Regions from separate parts of the Mus musculus genome. Here region 2 is linked to region 1. A link is a contact called in public promoter capture Hi-C data. All regions are on one chromosome and are shown on one strand. Each heading gives the region's core, a stretch centred on a gene start, on an enhancer-like site or on the middle of the called end of the contact. The rest is flanking DNA. Distances are from core to core; before and after follow the strand shown. Region 1 overlaps Utrn (utrophin). Region 2 overlaps Utrn (utrophin).

Evidence for each region. Capture Hi-C pulls out chosen DNA fragments and counts their contacts.
Region 2: a contact with region 1 is called in a promoter capture Hi-C map of adipose tissue. The contact joins two enhancer-like sites. A contact is called at or near these places in 1 of 15 datasets of contacts at CTCF or cohesin (the NIH/3T3 cell line), 4 of 484 Hi-C or Micro-C datasets (the C2C12 cell line, brown adipocytes, nephron progenitors and 1 more), 4 of 115 datasets of contacts at active chromatin or transcription factors (the SCID.adh cell line, bone marrow-derived macrophages, cardiomyocytes and 1 more) and 3 of 9 other capture datasets (adipose tissue, liver and pancreatic islet).

Annotation. Positions count from the first base shown.
Region 1 is chr10:12,752,388-12,759,476 of GRCm38.p6, reverse strand. All of the region lies in intron 2 of Utrn (utrophin), which reads left to right. Among named protein-coding and RNA genes, the nearest start is that of Utrn, 110 kb to the left of the region's middle. Within about 2 kb of position 4,351, at least 18 of the 459 cell types and tissues checked have an H3K27ac peak or open chromatin away from gene starts, as enhancers often do. A contact at or near this core is called in adipose tissue, where this site is marked.
Region 2 is chr10:12,819,415-12,826,503 of GRCm38.p6, reverse strand. The region is part of intron 1 of Utrn (utrophin); the gene reads left to right. Among named protein-coding and RNA genes, the nearest start is that of Utrn, 39 kb to the left of the region's middle. Within about 2 kb of position 2,878, at least 47 of the 459 cell types and tissues checked have an H3K27ac peak or open chromatin away from gene starts, as enhancers often do. A contact at or near this core is called in adipose tissue, where this site is marked.

The DNA.
Region 1 (7,089 bases), core at 3,102-5,601:
AATAATATATTAATTTTATAATATATAAAATAATAAAGATATATAAATAAAAATATAATAATGTTTTGAGTACAAAATACCTAGTGTTATTTCATGAAAATAGATACAATAGGTTGAGATTCTTACTGTTTTTACTAAAAATGAAAAGAGTAGGCTGGAGACATGACTTAGCACTTAAGAGCCCTTGCTGCTCTTTCAGGGGCCTTAGGCACAATGTGGGTACTGGGAATTGAACTCAAGACCTCTGGAAGAGCAGCCAGTGCTAAGCTATCTCTCCATCTTTCAGTAGAATTCTTCATCCTGACCCTCAACTACTTAATTCACAGGGAATGAAAAAACTTAAACTTGACTTAAAGCTCCATGATTTTTTAGTTGTCTCCTTAATTAAGGATGAAGGGCTTGATCATATTGAATGATATGGATCTAAAACTATCTTTTCCTAGGAAGTATATGTGGCTATACAGAAGCTAAAAACAATTCCCTCACCGGAGGACACTTACGTGTATGTTTCATGTTGGTGTATCTTCCCAAGCAGATGTCTGCCTATTATCGATGTATATAGCTGGAAGTGCTTGTTAATTTGCCCGAGTCCACAATGCTTCAGAGCCCTGGGGTCCTGAAAGGCAGTTCACACTGCAGCCAGTCATGGTCTGATGTTTTATAGAGGTGAAGAGCAAAGGAGAAACTGGCTGCATAAAGGGTTAAGAAACGCTCGCTCCTGGGTGTGCTGCTCATTTATTTACGGCCTCAGGCAAACCTGGGGGCAGTTTTAAGAGGAACTGTGTTTTATGTTTTTATCCATTAAACACCCCTGGTCATCATTGCCTTGTAGTGTCCGGGAGTATAGCTGTGCAGGAATGTTAACAAAAACCCATGAGGCACCACTAATTTGTGAATTCCCTGCTCTCTGCTACACATTTCCAAATAGAAATAAGCCCTCTTGAGACTGTTGCATGGTGTGTAAAACCATGCAACAAAGTTTTGGACTTTCTAGTTGTTGGAGTCTGATTTGCATGTGGCTCTCCCAGGGGAGACAGGGAAGCTGTTGGGCAATGTGTCCTGACTTGGAGCCTGCGCTTTCTTTGGCTCACTTTCAGAGCTGCTCATCTGGCAGAGCCGAGAGACTACAAATTACAGAAGCTCTTTCATCAGTGCAGTTAGGGGAAGAATATGCAAACTTGAAAATGCAGAAAATGCATGTTTCTGCTTTCCTCCTTTTGAAAAGACAAATTCCCATGGGTAACAATTGCAGACTCGAAATCTATATCCACTGAACAGGAGGCAGGGCTGTGAAGCATGGAGCCTGGATTCTGGTGTGAGTTGCTGCTCACATGCAGTTGCCCTTTAAACAGTCTGGGACACGGATGTGTGTGCTCTGCTGTTTTCTGCTCCTTGAATCTTGGGAGTTAATAGTCATAAAAATGGGATCTGGAAAAGAAGATGCTACAGAATGTGTGGTCAGAGCAGCTGGGAGCACCATCCCCCTGGAGATGGTTCATCTCCTTGTGAGTACTACCAGAGGCACTGCAGGCTTCCTTGAGCTGAACCATGTGCTACCCATTGGTTTTGATACTCATTTCATGTCAACAGAGCTAATTATTTTAAGAGCTGTATGTACTTCCTCCTCCTCCTCCTCCTCCTCCACCACCTCCTCCTCCTCCTCCTCCTCCATTTATGAGTACACTGTAGCTGTCTTCAGAAACACCAGAAGAGGTCATCAGATCCCATTACAGATGGTTGTGAGCCACCATGTGGGTGCTGGGAATTGAACTTGGGACCTTTGGAAGTGCAATAGGTGTTCTTAACTGCTGAGCCATCTCTTCAGCCTCATATGTCCTCTTCTTAAAAAGACATTTCAATTTTTATTAATTCCCAAATACCAATGAGAAAAAATAAACAATAAAATATTCTCTATATTCTTGACCACCATCTTTAGGATACTCTGGTGGTACTTTTGTAAGCTAGCTAGCTTTCTTTCTTGCTTGCCTCCTTTTGCCTAAATTCTAATTGATTTATTTTTAATTAAAAAATTAGGTTTTGTTTTATTTCGTGTGTGTGTGTGTGTGTGTGCTCACATGACATGGAGATCAGAAGACAATGTGTTGTATCACTTCTTCCCTTTGACCATATGGGTCCTGAGGACAGAATTCAGGTTTTCAGTCTTGGCTGAACATGATTTTGGATAAAAGCATTTGAGCTATTAGCTGACCCCATGTGACATTTTTTAAGAATTACATTTTCATTTAAGTGTGTGTGTATGTGTGTGTGTGTGTGTGCGTGACAGAGCACACACATGTTGTCATGAAGGCGTCCATGTGTGTGTATACTTGTGTACTGGTCACAGAGTTTACAATTCCTTAAGAGACTCACTATTGACTAACCCTATATTTCCTTTGGATGTGGCCCTGCCCTACTTGGTGATTGCCTGTCATTCATCTTACGACTCAGTATGCCTGTAGACAAGACTTACTTGCCTGGTGTGATGGTCTAGAAAATTACCAGTGCTGCACAGGCCAATTCAGATTTTCAACTTGTCTTTTAAACAGGAAGCCCTGCCAAACAGCGAGTCTTGATTTCTGCATGGTCATGCTGTGCTGGCACAGAGCAGGGAGCACCTGCTGACTGTCCATGTGTGACGGATGCCCATCAGACATGCTTCCCTTCATCATGTCATCACATGTGTGAAGCCTGCTCCCTACAGCTGCCTCTACCTCTCCTTTTGCTTAGCAATGATTGGTAGCATCTTTGCCCAGATGCTTTTAAATGCAGTCGCACTCATGTTCCAGGAAATAGTACTGATGTTGCAGTTCTCTTGTCAAAATGGTGGGCCCAGGGCTGGTACTGAGATTGTCCAAAGATGGACTAGTAGAAAAGGATGAGAGTGGGGGCCAGTCCTAATTAGGCAGTCTAGGACTACAGCCATCATGCTTCTGTTTATTAGGCTTTGAAAGAAAAAGGAGATTCTTAGAGTGATGGCTTGGTGGTTAAGAACACTGGCTCCTCCTACAAAGGTCTACAGTTTGGTCCCCAGCTCACAACAATTCTGGGAGATCCATTGCCCAGTTTTGGCCTCCATGGGAACAGCATGCATGTGGTTCACAGACCACATAAAGGCAAGAGACCCATACACATAAAATAAAGTAAAAATAATTTAAAAAGTAAAATGGGACATAAGTGTTATCTTCCCCCCAAGTTCAAGATTGCTTTTCTGTACCGTTTTGTGTTTATTAGTAAGTAATGAAAATGGTCCCATAAGGAGACTGGAGAGAGTGACGTGAACTCAGCATTTTGCCAGGACTAAGGCACAAAGGGGATATTCACCAAATATTTATGTGATTGGGTTATTAAACTGTATTTTCTCTGCCAAAGAAGTTGCTGCAAGTCAGTCTTTGCACAGATTTAAATGTGAGGTTGATGTTCAAGATGAATCAGTCCTTATTTTTATTAAAAGATGACTTTTGACATTTCTAGACTTGTTCCCAGAGCCGATGTTTACAGCCCACATCACAAAAAACACCAGAGATGCTTTACAGTGGGCTGCTGGGAAATGGTGCCTTAGTTTAGTACAGTGTGGTGATTTATGCTGTTGTTCTGAGAAGTTGATATCTATCTATATATTCATATATCTATATATTCATATATCTATATCTATAATCTATACCTATATCTATATCTACAGCTACATCTATAATCTATGTCTATATATCTGTATCTCTCTAGATTTCAATCTCTACTAATTTATATCTCTCTATATCATCTACATTTCTGTCTATCTTTATCCCAATCCTGCAATTAAAATGCTTGCTCCCCTGTTTACTGCATTGTATGCCTTGGTAATATTTATTGGCTCAAATGTTGAGAAGATGGACTTGGAGCCAGGTTTTGTAAGATCAGATCCTGGTTCTGTCTCTCACTTGTTATGCCACCTTTAGGTCTCAGTCTCTTCAGTTGTAAAATGGGAATGTTGAAGCTGTTCCCTTTAGACCACTTAGGAGGAAAGAATATGTATAAACAATGAATCTAAATCCATACAATTCTCAGAACTTAACCTATGCACACAGTAAATGCTGACTGTTATTGTGTTAGAACATTTTACTATGTCACTGTGTGGTTTTGCATGGTCTTCAAGTTAAAATCATTTTTATATTTACAGAGGAGCAACATATTATCTTATAATTTGTGTTAATGCTATGAAATTTGGACTTCAGTGTTCATGAAATTAGAACAAAGTTGTCTTTCAGTTGGCTTACTCATTCTTGTATGATTAATGACTGTTTTCCCATTACAACAGAGCTGAGTAGTTTCAACAGAGACCACACAGCCAACAAAGTCTAAAATATGTACTGACCTGTCCTTACATAAGAAGTGTTCTGCCCTCCTGTGTAGAACAAGGACCCTGCTTACACACCAGCTACTTGTACATATTGGGCGGGGACATGTCCTCTTGGGTACTACTAGTCCTTTCTGTATTTATGTGGAACATTTGGAAGTTGCATGTGTCAGGGATATTTAGTGTTTTGTAATGACAGTCTAAGTGTGCGCTGAGTGTACACACTTGGATATGTGTGTCTGTGTGTGGGTGCATGCATGTGTTAATTTTCTTTTCTTGTAGTGCTGGGGGTTGTATCCTGGGCATTGTAATTGCTAGGCAAACCTATCAGTGGACTACATCTCTGGCTCCTGCTCAGGCTGAGTTTGGACTTTCTGTGTAGACCAAAAATTGTAGTTCTCCTCTTGCATGCTGGGATATGTGCCGTGGTTGTGGGTTCCATGTATGTTTTTCCCCCAGCACATTTTCAGTCCGTGTCCTATTGCTAAAAATATATACACACAGGTGTGTAGAGTTTCTTACTCTCACAGACAGTTCCTTCTTCAAGGAGTCAAAAGTATTTAAAACTCCCAAAGACGGTGTGACTAAGAAGCTGCCGAGTCTACAGAGTGAGATCTAGGATAGCCAAGGTGCAAAGGGAGACCTTTTCTCAGAATGAAACAAAACTGAAATCAAAAACCAAAAACTCGGCGGATAAACTACCAAGAAAAGAACCTGCCTTTTCTAGTGTTTTGATGCTGAGGCAGCTCGTTAACATTTTCCTGGGAGACAGTGCTCTGGACAGAGCAGAGAAGAACCAGGGAACGGCCATGCCTGTGCTTAAAGGACAGGAACGAACTAGTCTCAAGTAGAGTATTTTAATATTTTTCACCATTTTAATTGTAGGAATGGGTGGAAACTAGTACTGTGGTTTAAAGATTGATGGCTTGCTGACAGAATACTTGCCTGTCCTTGGGGGAATGGTTTTGGTGCTGGGTAACTGGATCCAGGGGCCTGAGAGTTTGACAGAGCACAGAAGCTTGCTTGTTGATTGAGACAGCATTTTTCTGTGTAGCCCTGGCTGTCCTGGAACTTGCTCTGTAGACCAGGGTGGCTTTGAACTTACAGAGATCCACCTGCCTCCCGAGTATTAGTTAAGGCCATCACTCACACATAAGTTTTACAGCACAGATTTTGATGAGTTCCTTGTGAGAGTCTAGGCACCATCTCTTACTCTCTCCAGCGGAGCCCCATCACCTTCCTTGTCTGCCATTCTGCAGGGATTTGGGGTTCTTTCTTAGAGAATTGACTGCCAGTGTACCACACCCATGTGTGGGAACATGGAGGGAAGGGCACACATTCACAGCACATTCTGTATAGCTTGTCGTCAGTGATCGTCTGAGATTGAGAAACAGAAGGAAGAAACTGAGCTGTCGTTACCATGAGCCTTCTGTTTAAGGGAAAGGGGTACTCTGGTCATCCTTGCGTTTATATTTGACTTTTACAGGGACAGAACTGCATCTTCATGGTTTTTTTTCCCATCAGAATATTCTAGAGGAGCCTTTCTTAAACTTGTTGCCTGTTAAACAATTGGACTATTTGGACGTGAGGGAAAAAGAGTGTGCCATTAATGGCAACTTTTAGAAGTCTTCGTTTGCAATGGAGCCTTTCTGGCATCTGTGTTATTCCTACATAGGTGTCTGTGTGAATTGTTTTTGAATAGGAAAGGTTCCCACAAGTGACCATTTCTGTGAATTTGGGACTGGGAAGATACTCATTCCATAAATCCCCTCAGATATTATCGAAAATGTATGGTTCTTTCAGAGAAGATTATTTTATGTGTCTGAATGTTTTGCGTGCATGAATGTATATACACCATGTGTATTCCTGCTGCTTGAACAGTTCATAAGAGGGCTTTGGGTCCCCTGGATCTAGAATTGTGGATGGCTGTGAGTCACCACATGGGTACTGGGAACCGCACCTGGATCCTCTGCAAGAGCAACAAGTGATTTCAATTGCCAAGCCATCTCTTCTGCTTCAATAGTACTTTTTATAATAATAGAAAGCATGAAGGTTTTGCTTGTGGTATAACTGATAATAATACTGGGTTAACCATTTGAAGTTTTTGTTTTGTTTTGTTTTGTTTTTTCGAGACGGTTTCTCTGTATAGCCCTGGCTGTCCTGGAACTCACTTTGTAGACCAGGCTGACCTCGAACTCAGAAATCCGCCTGTCTGTGCCTCCCGAGTGCTGGGATTAAAGGCGTGCACTATCATGCCCAGCTTCCATTTGAGTTTTTAACAAACAAGTGAGTGTGTAAAGACCAGGTAACATGACTAAAGTTTGTGGCTAGTGTACAGCACAACCTGCTTGTGTCAAAGGACACTGATAGATATCAACAATTATCTGATATGGGGAAATAATGGAATTTGCTTCACTTTATAATAGGCTTTTACATATTATTTTGTTGTACGTTGGAAAGTGAATGCTAGTAGGTGGCGGTCCCCTAGATAACTCATTCTGTTCTATGGACTTGACCTCTTATCTTTCTCTTTGCTGCGTAAGACATGAGAGAGGATTGAGCTCTGTGTGAGCTCAGGAGAGGAGCCTCGAAGACAGGCTGTTAACAAGGGCTTGTCCACCCTTTGCTTTGTTGATAGTTCAGAAGTCTCCAGTGTCTCTCGAAAGTGGCATCTGAGCTCATCTAGTCTGCTTGTTGCTGTAGTTGGTAGAGATAATCTATGTGTCTACAACACGGTGGCAAACCGAAGAGATAGCTGT
Region 2 (7,089 bases), core at 1,629-4,128, 68 kb before region 1:
TCTGTTGAATGTGTGGAGGGATTTGCCCAGAAGTGTCTGTTCTATGAGAATCCTGTTTGGGTAAGAACCTCACTAGCTCCTCCCAACCCCCAAATCTTCAGTGGGTAAAGGGGATTAACGGTGGCACCAAGTCTCCAACAAGGGTGTCTTGAATAAACACCCACCCCTGTATCCACTTAGCTTGTCTATTTCTTCCTGGTTTGTTTTCTTAGTGACTTGCCATTTGTTTAATCTCTGCTGGTGCTAAATTTTGTGATGGGCTTCTTGAAAACATAAATACTGAGAGATCCCTTCTCACAAGCTTGGAACTGCAGCCCTGTGTGGCTGTGTAGTACGGTAAGAGACAAGTTCTGAGGTTTATACTAGGTTGGGCCCAGCAGTCACATGGGACACAGATTGGAACTCTCCTGCCTCGGGGAAGATCAGGCAAAGAATGTTTCCCAAACAGTGGATGTTTGAGATATCAGAGGAAAGTCTAGAAGAACACTAGGCCTATGGGAACATATGGGTGAGGACACATCTTCAGTTAAGTGTGTGTGCCCATGAATCACGTGGTGAGGTGATGGTTTCCAGTCTGCGATGTGCCTGTTCTCTCTGCCTACTGCTCCATCCAGCTACATGGGTGGGCTTTTGGCTCCATGGTTAGTGCGCTCTGTGGTCTGCCTCTCCTGCCTGTTAAGCTGGTCCTTAGCCCTTAGCTCGCTCCCTCTCCATCTCCGTCCTGACTCCCTCCAGGGTGGACTGTGCCCTGTAATCCTCTGCCTCATGCCTGCTGGTTTGCTTCAGGGCACCTGCCAAAGTTGCTTCTCGTGTTGTTTAATGCAGGCTTCTTGGCCTTCCAGGTCTTGTTCTCTGCGCTTTGGAGAGTGTCTGTCCTTAGGGTGACAGATCCTGGGGATGAAGGAGTCAAGAGATGTCGTTCAAGAAGCAAAAGCACTCTTTTTTGTTTGTTTGTTTGTCTTCTTGTTGTTGTTTTTTTCGAGACAGGGTTTCTCTGGGTAGCCTTGGCTGTCCTGGAACTCACTTTGTAGACCATGCTGCCCTCTTACTTAGAGATCTGCCTGCCTCTGCCTCCCAGGTGCTGGGATTAAAGGTGTGCGCCACCACTGCCCGGCCGGGCAAAAAGCACTCTTTATTCGTTGAAATTTGGGGCTGTTCTGATGTAGGCACCAAGGACTTTCACTACGATCTTATTCAGGACCTTTGGGTGTGACCTCAGTGGGGTTATTCTGGAACTATTTGAAAAAGTTAAGTGTTAAAAAAAAAAAATCCAAAAATGCAAGGAACAGAGAAACACTCTTTGGAATAATTGTTATAAACAGAAGGTAAATTAACAGTTTCAAAGAAAATGACATGGTGAGATTCTTTAGATACAATCATACTTTATAATATTTTATAGTTGCTTCCCACATTTTATTTAGTTTTCTGACATGGCCTGGTGGTGTTGCTTGCTGACTTATTCTTGTCCGTGCTCCAACGACGGTACTGTATTCCTATAATTAATATCATTATAATTTAACCCAATTAAACCCTTTACATTGCATAATTAGTAGTGATGTTCTCACGCTGATAGCATTTCTTTATCCCAGTAACAGACATTTGAGGGGTCAATACCATCATAACATTTCTCCACTCCTTCTGTCGGATTTTGTTGTTGTTATTTTTTCTTTGTATTTGTTTTTTGAAAACAGGATTTTCTGTATAGCCCAGTCAATGTTCACTGAGCTCGTAGGGTGGCCTCCTTCTGTGACCTTTCTGCCCCCTCACATCCCAAGTACTGGGACTGCAGACCTGCCCTGCCACAACAGCTTCTCTGACAGCTTTTAGATCTTACCAAATAGCTTCGTTTCTGAGAACTAGAAGTAGATGGCTTAATGACCGTGACTTGTCACTTGGCTTCTAACTGATGACGGTTGCCCTACACTGTTAGCTCAAGGGATGGCAAGCTGGCTATCTCTGGGGAGGCTATGTTCCCAGGCATGTCTCTTGCCCTCTGTCTCTGCTTCCCAATTTGTGTTCTCTTTTTGGGAGAATGGAAAAACAAACAAAAAACAAACCAGAAACTTAAAATGTTTTTATTCATTGTTTGAGAATTTCATTCAATCTATTTTCATCTTGTTCCTCATCCTGACCCCTCCAAGATTAGCCTCACGTCCCAACTCCCTCCTGCTCATGTCCTTTAAAAACTGCATTTATGTCCTACTTTGGGGGTGAGCTTTGGCTCTCTTTATTGTGGAGAGCATTTTCTGCTCCCCTCTTGCTTCACTCCCGTTCACTCTCACTCACTAGGTAGCTATGGATTGCTTACCCAGCATGCACCAGTCGCTAGGCCTTAAAGATGGTGTACGACGGATGACTAGTGTCTCGGCTGTTTTACGGTCAAGTGTGTTTCAGGCGGCTACACGGGAGAACTTAAATTGTGGTCTGTTTGGTGTGGCTGGAGGACGGTGGCACTTTCCACTTCTGACATCATTGCCTAATGTCAGGCTTCTGGGCTTGGCTTTCTGCCCTGCTGAGGTGAAAGGCGCTCAGAGACTTCATATTTCCCCAGAGGCACACACCTGTTGCTGACTCTTCTTGAATATGAAACCCACAGCCTAGAGTCACTTTCTTTGGTTTCTCTTTCCTCTCTGCTCTTTCAGGTGCCATTGTGGGGTGGGGTGGGGGTGGGGTGGGGGTGGGAGTGGGGGTGGGGTTGTGGGTTTCAGGGAGTGACTTGGAGAAGAGCTGGCCAACATCACGGGTCCCTCAGGTCTGTGACTTAAATGCATTCAGGGGTAGTAAGGCTGTCCGTCATTGTCCTTCTGTCATGACAGTCCACAGCTAGTGTTTGTGCTGGAGGTCAGGGGTGGCACTGGCTCTGGCAGCTGCTGCCACCTGACACCTGGACTTGTAGTGCTTTGAGGAACGTCTATTTCCTCTTGGCATCAAATGGTTTTTGGCCGTGGCCGTGAGTGAGGAAAGGAAGTATTGTATAGTATCATTTACTTTCATAAAAATAGCTTTGGACTCTCTGGGCTTCCTGTGAGTCCAGTCAGTGCCTTTGGAGCCAGGGAGCTGCCTTCGAGGGCAAATGATCCGGCAGAATGGAGCGGTACCAGGCTGGGCCACAAAGGAAGAAAAGAACACTTAAGTTGGCTGTTCTCCTTGCTGTCATGAAACCTTACATACCTCATCTTTCAAGTGGGAGTCAGAGTCCTGACACAGCGTAACCTGTAAGAGGGCCATGGGCATCAGTGGCAGTCAGTGTCAATGAACAGTGAAGGCCAGCCATCCCTCAATCTGGGCACCACCTGACTTATATGCTAAGGACTGAGCCGGAGCATTCGTTGCTGTAGCTTGCCATTGGATTGGCATCCAGCTGGAAGTGATCTGAGCCCAATATTCTTAATTTCAGAATCAACTTTGTTATACTTACTGTATTTATACTTTGTTGGCCAGACAGCCTTACTCACAGATATTCCCCAGGGGAGAAGACTTTACTGGCGAGGGTACAGACTGGCAAGCTTGGGGAATGTCTCGCTTGCTGGAGGGGCTGCCCTGGGCCTGCAGGCCTGTCTCTCGTTTCTTCTTTGAATCTCTGTGTTTTCTCCTTGCTAACCCTGCCCTCTGATCTTCTTTCTCTATTCTGCCTTTCTCTTCATGCTGATGATCACTCTCATCACAGGCCAGCTCTGTGCTTCTCCTTTAGCAGAGCTCGTTACAACCTCTTTTTCTCAGCCACTGCCTTTCCTTGTTCCTTTTGCAGCCTCTGGCTACTCGGTCCCAGGACTTGAGCTGCTCCTTGCAGTAGGGACACAGCAGGTGCCATGATACCTGTGGCCTGCAGACTGAGTCCCTTGGCTGGCCTGGGAACCAGCTCTTTCAGGGCTGTGGTGCACAGAAGAGAGCAATCCTCTTTCCTCTCCAAACCTATTGGTCGAATGAGCAGCCCACATCACCTGGATACTGGGAACTTGTTGCTGAGTGTCCTGATTTGGAGATACTGAATCGAGAACTAACACTTGTCCTTTCTGTCCCTCATTTGGACACTTTCTTGTGACTCTTCCACATTGTGTTAGAAACTGCAAGGGCATGGTCTGGGACAATAGTCAGTCAGTAAAGTGCTTGCCAGGGTCAGGTCTTGAATTTAATTACCGGAAATTATTTGAAAAAGTCTGAGTGTGCTAACACACATTTGTAATCTCAGGGCAGAGGAGGCAGAGACGGGAGCATCCCTGGGCTTCCTGGCCAGCTAGCTTAGATGAATTCCAGCAAGGGCCCTTTCTCACAAAAACAAAGTGGACAGTGATCTGGGAAGATACTTGAGGTTAATTAACCTCTGGGCTTTATGCACCTGCACCCAGGAAAACACACACACACACACACACACACACACACACACACACACACACACAGATACACAGATAGACAGACAGACAGACACATGAGACACACAGATGCACACACACATATATAAACAGACACACAGACAACACACAAGACACACATGCACACATATACAAAGAGACAGACAGAGACACACACAGAGACAGACACACACGGACACACATACATAGACATATATAGGCAGACACATACTCTATCATGTATACAGACAGACATACACAGAGAAACTGACAGATAGACACAGATAGACAAACACACACACACATACAGAGACATAAATGCAGACACAAATTCACATACATAGAAGACAGACACAGAGACGCAGGCAGGTGTACACACACACACACAGACACACACACACAGACACACACACACAGACACACACACACACACACACTACCAGATGGCAAATACCTCTGGTTCCTTTCCCAGGGATGACCCTGTCTAGTTATTACCTGGGTTTTTTTCACTTTCCCCTCAGTTCTGGCCCTAACTGTCATAAATAGATGCTTATCTCATTCTCAGTGGAGAGAAATGATGACACACAAGAGTCCGAGTGGGTGGAGTGTCCATGTTTGGACGAGACCGTCTCTGTGTTAGCAGCTGCAGGCTGGCTCTTCGATGACTCACATGTGTTAATCCCCGTATCTTCTGAAGAGAGAGCACCCTCGGATTTGCATGGGGACATTTGCACAGGGAAAGAAACAGTCCTGTGGCCAGGGTTGACGTGCAGACAACTGTGCCTGGTGGACTGTAGTGGATGGTGCCCATGGAAGCCGGTTTGTAAGCAGGGATAGAGTTGCCTTTTGGACGGGGCAGCTGATAGGGCTGGGTCTTTGAGGCAGACTTCAGTATTTGCACAGGCAATGTGAGCGGGTGCCAGTAGTTAGGAACTGGGGAAATTAGTATGTTTAGCTGCAGAGAGTCAGTGGGGAGACAGGCAGTGGCAGGTGACAGTGGGGTAGTGTTCTGAGCAACCCTATTTGAACCCATAGGCTGGTGGGCATCATTTGGTCAGGTTTCCCGTTGGGTTTTGTTATCGAGGATAATAAAAGAAAAACTCTTGGATATCTTCTTCACGCCTTGCCATAAAGCTTGAGCATTCTAGAACTCTCTAGAAACTGGTCAGGTTTTTCTCACAATCCCAACAAATGTTCATAAGAAAAGCCACTTACTGCCCCTCGCTCTACAATATGCAGGATGCTTACAGATTTCTAAAAGACAGAACATGTAACTTCAGATATGCTGGCACATGACTGTAATCTCCGCACTTCGGAGGTCAAGGCAGGAGGATTGCTAAATTTGACTATAGTGTAGTCCTCAGGGTCTCAAAAATCCCAAGCTAGGGTTGGAGGTATGATGGCTCAGCAGCCCAGAGCATGTATGTAAGTGATTTTCAGAGGACTTGGGTTTAGTTCCCAGCACCCGTGTTGAACAGCTCACAACTGCCTGTCACTCAGCTCCACTGGGATCTGACAGCCCTGGTCTCTGTGGAGATCTTACTCACATACATATAACCTTCCACCCACATACCCAATTGAAAACAACAACAGCAACAACAACAAATCTTTGAAAAAAAAAAAAAACCCTCTAAACTAAACCAAACAAAAACAAAGAACAAAACAAAACATGTAGATGATTCAGAAAATCACATGTCCTTTTATTTTTTAAAAATAGTATTTCTAAATTGAGGCGGTGGTGGTGCAAAGAGGCAGGTGGGTCTCTGAGTTCGAGGCTACCCTGGTCTACAGAGTGAGTTCCAGGTCAGCTACCACTACACAGAGAAACTCTTGTCTTGAAAAACCAAACCAAACCAAATAGTGTTTCTACTTTCTTCTTTGTCTTTCAGTGTTTTGTGTTTTGTTTATCATTTGCGGTCTTGGTTAAGTAACTGTCCTTCCTTCCAGGAATCGCCCAGGCAATGGCCTTCTTTCCTGCCATCAGGGTAGGTGCTGGTAGTGGGAGTGGCTATCTGAAGGACTCCTGCTCTAAGCAGTTGACTATGCTGGTTTCTCCTAAGTCTCTGACAGGCCCATCTTGCTGCTGCTAAGAGGTTGCCTCACCGGGCATCCTGGAGTGTTGTTCTGTTCTTCCGCAGAGCCCTGTGAGCTACTACTTGATTCGTGAAAGCACTGGCCACTTACACCAGAAAGCAACTCCGGCCTTCAGATTTAGCTGCTTCCTACTGTGATGTGTGCACCCTGTCATGAGAGAAGAGAGAGCCTCGTTGGCTTACAACCCCAGCTTCTTCCCAGGGTTCCAAAGCTATGATTCCTGCTTTCCCCTCCTCCTCACCAAGAGCTGTGATGTGTTGTGTTTCTCCTCTGTATACCTCCATGATGCTTTCCTGATTGTGAGGAAAGGAGTCATTTTAACCTCAAGCTTGACTCTTAGGAATTCCCTTCCCTTCCTTATTCCAAGTTACCGCCCTCGCCGTTGCAAAAACAGGTGATCCTTCAAGCACATGGTGAGTGTGTCGGGGGCACATTTCTCAGCCTCTGTGCAGTTGGGGATCTTACCTTTCCACGTGTGCTGTAGACTTGACTCTCTGTAACTTGGTTTTGTGAATGATAATGTCCTTCAGTTCCATTGTATACTAATATGGTAGTGAAGACATGACTTTAGATTTTATTTATATCTTTGTTACTTTGGGAAAATAGTCTGATGTGAAATTACTCCACCCATGAAATACCATCCTTG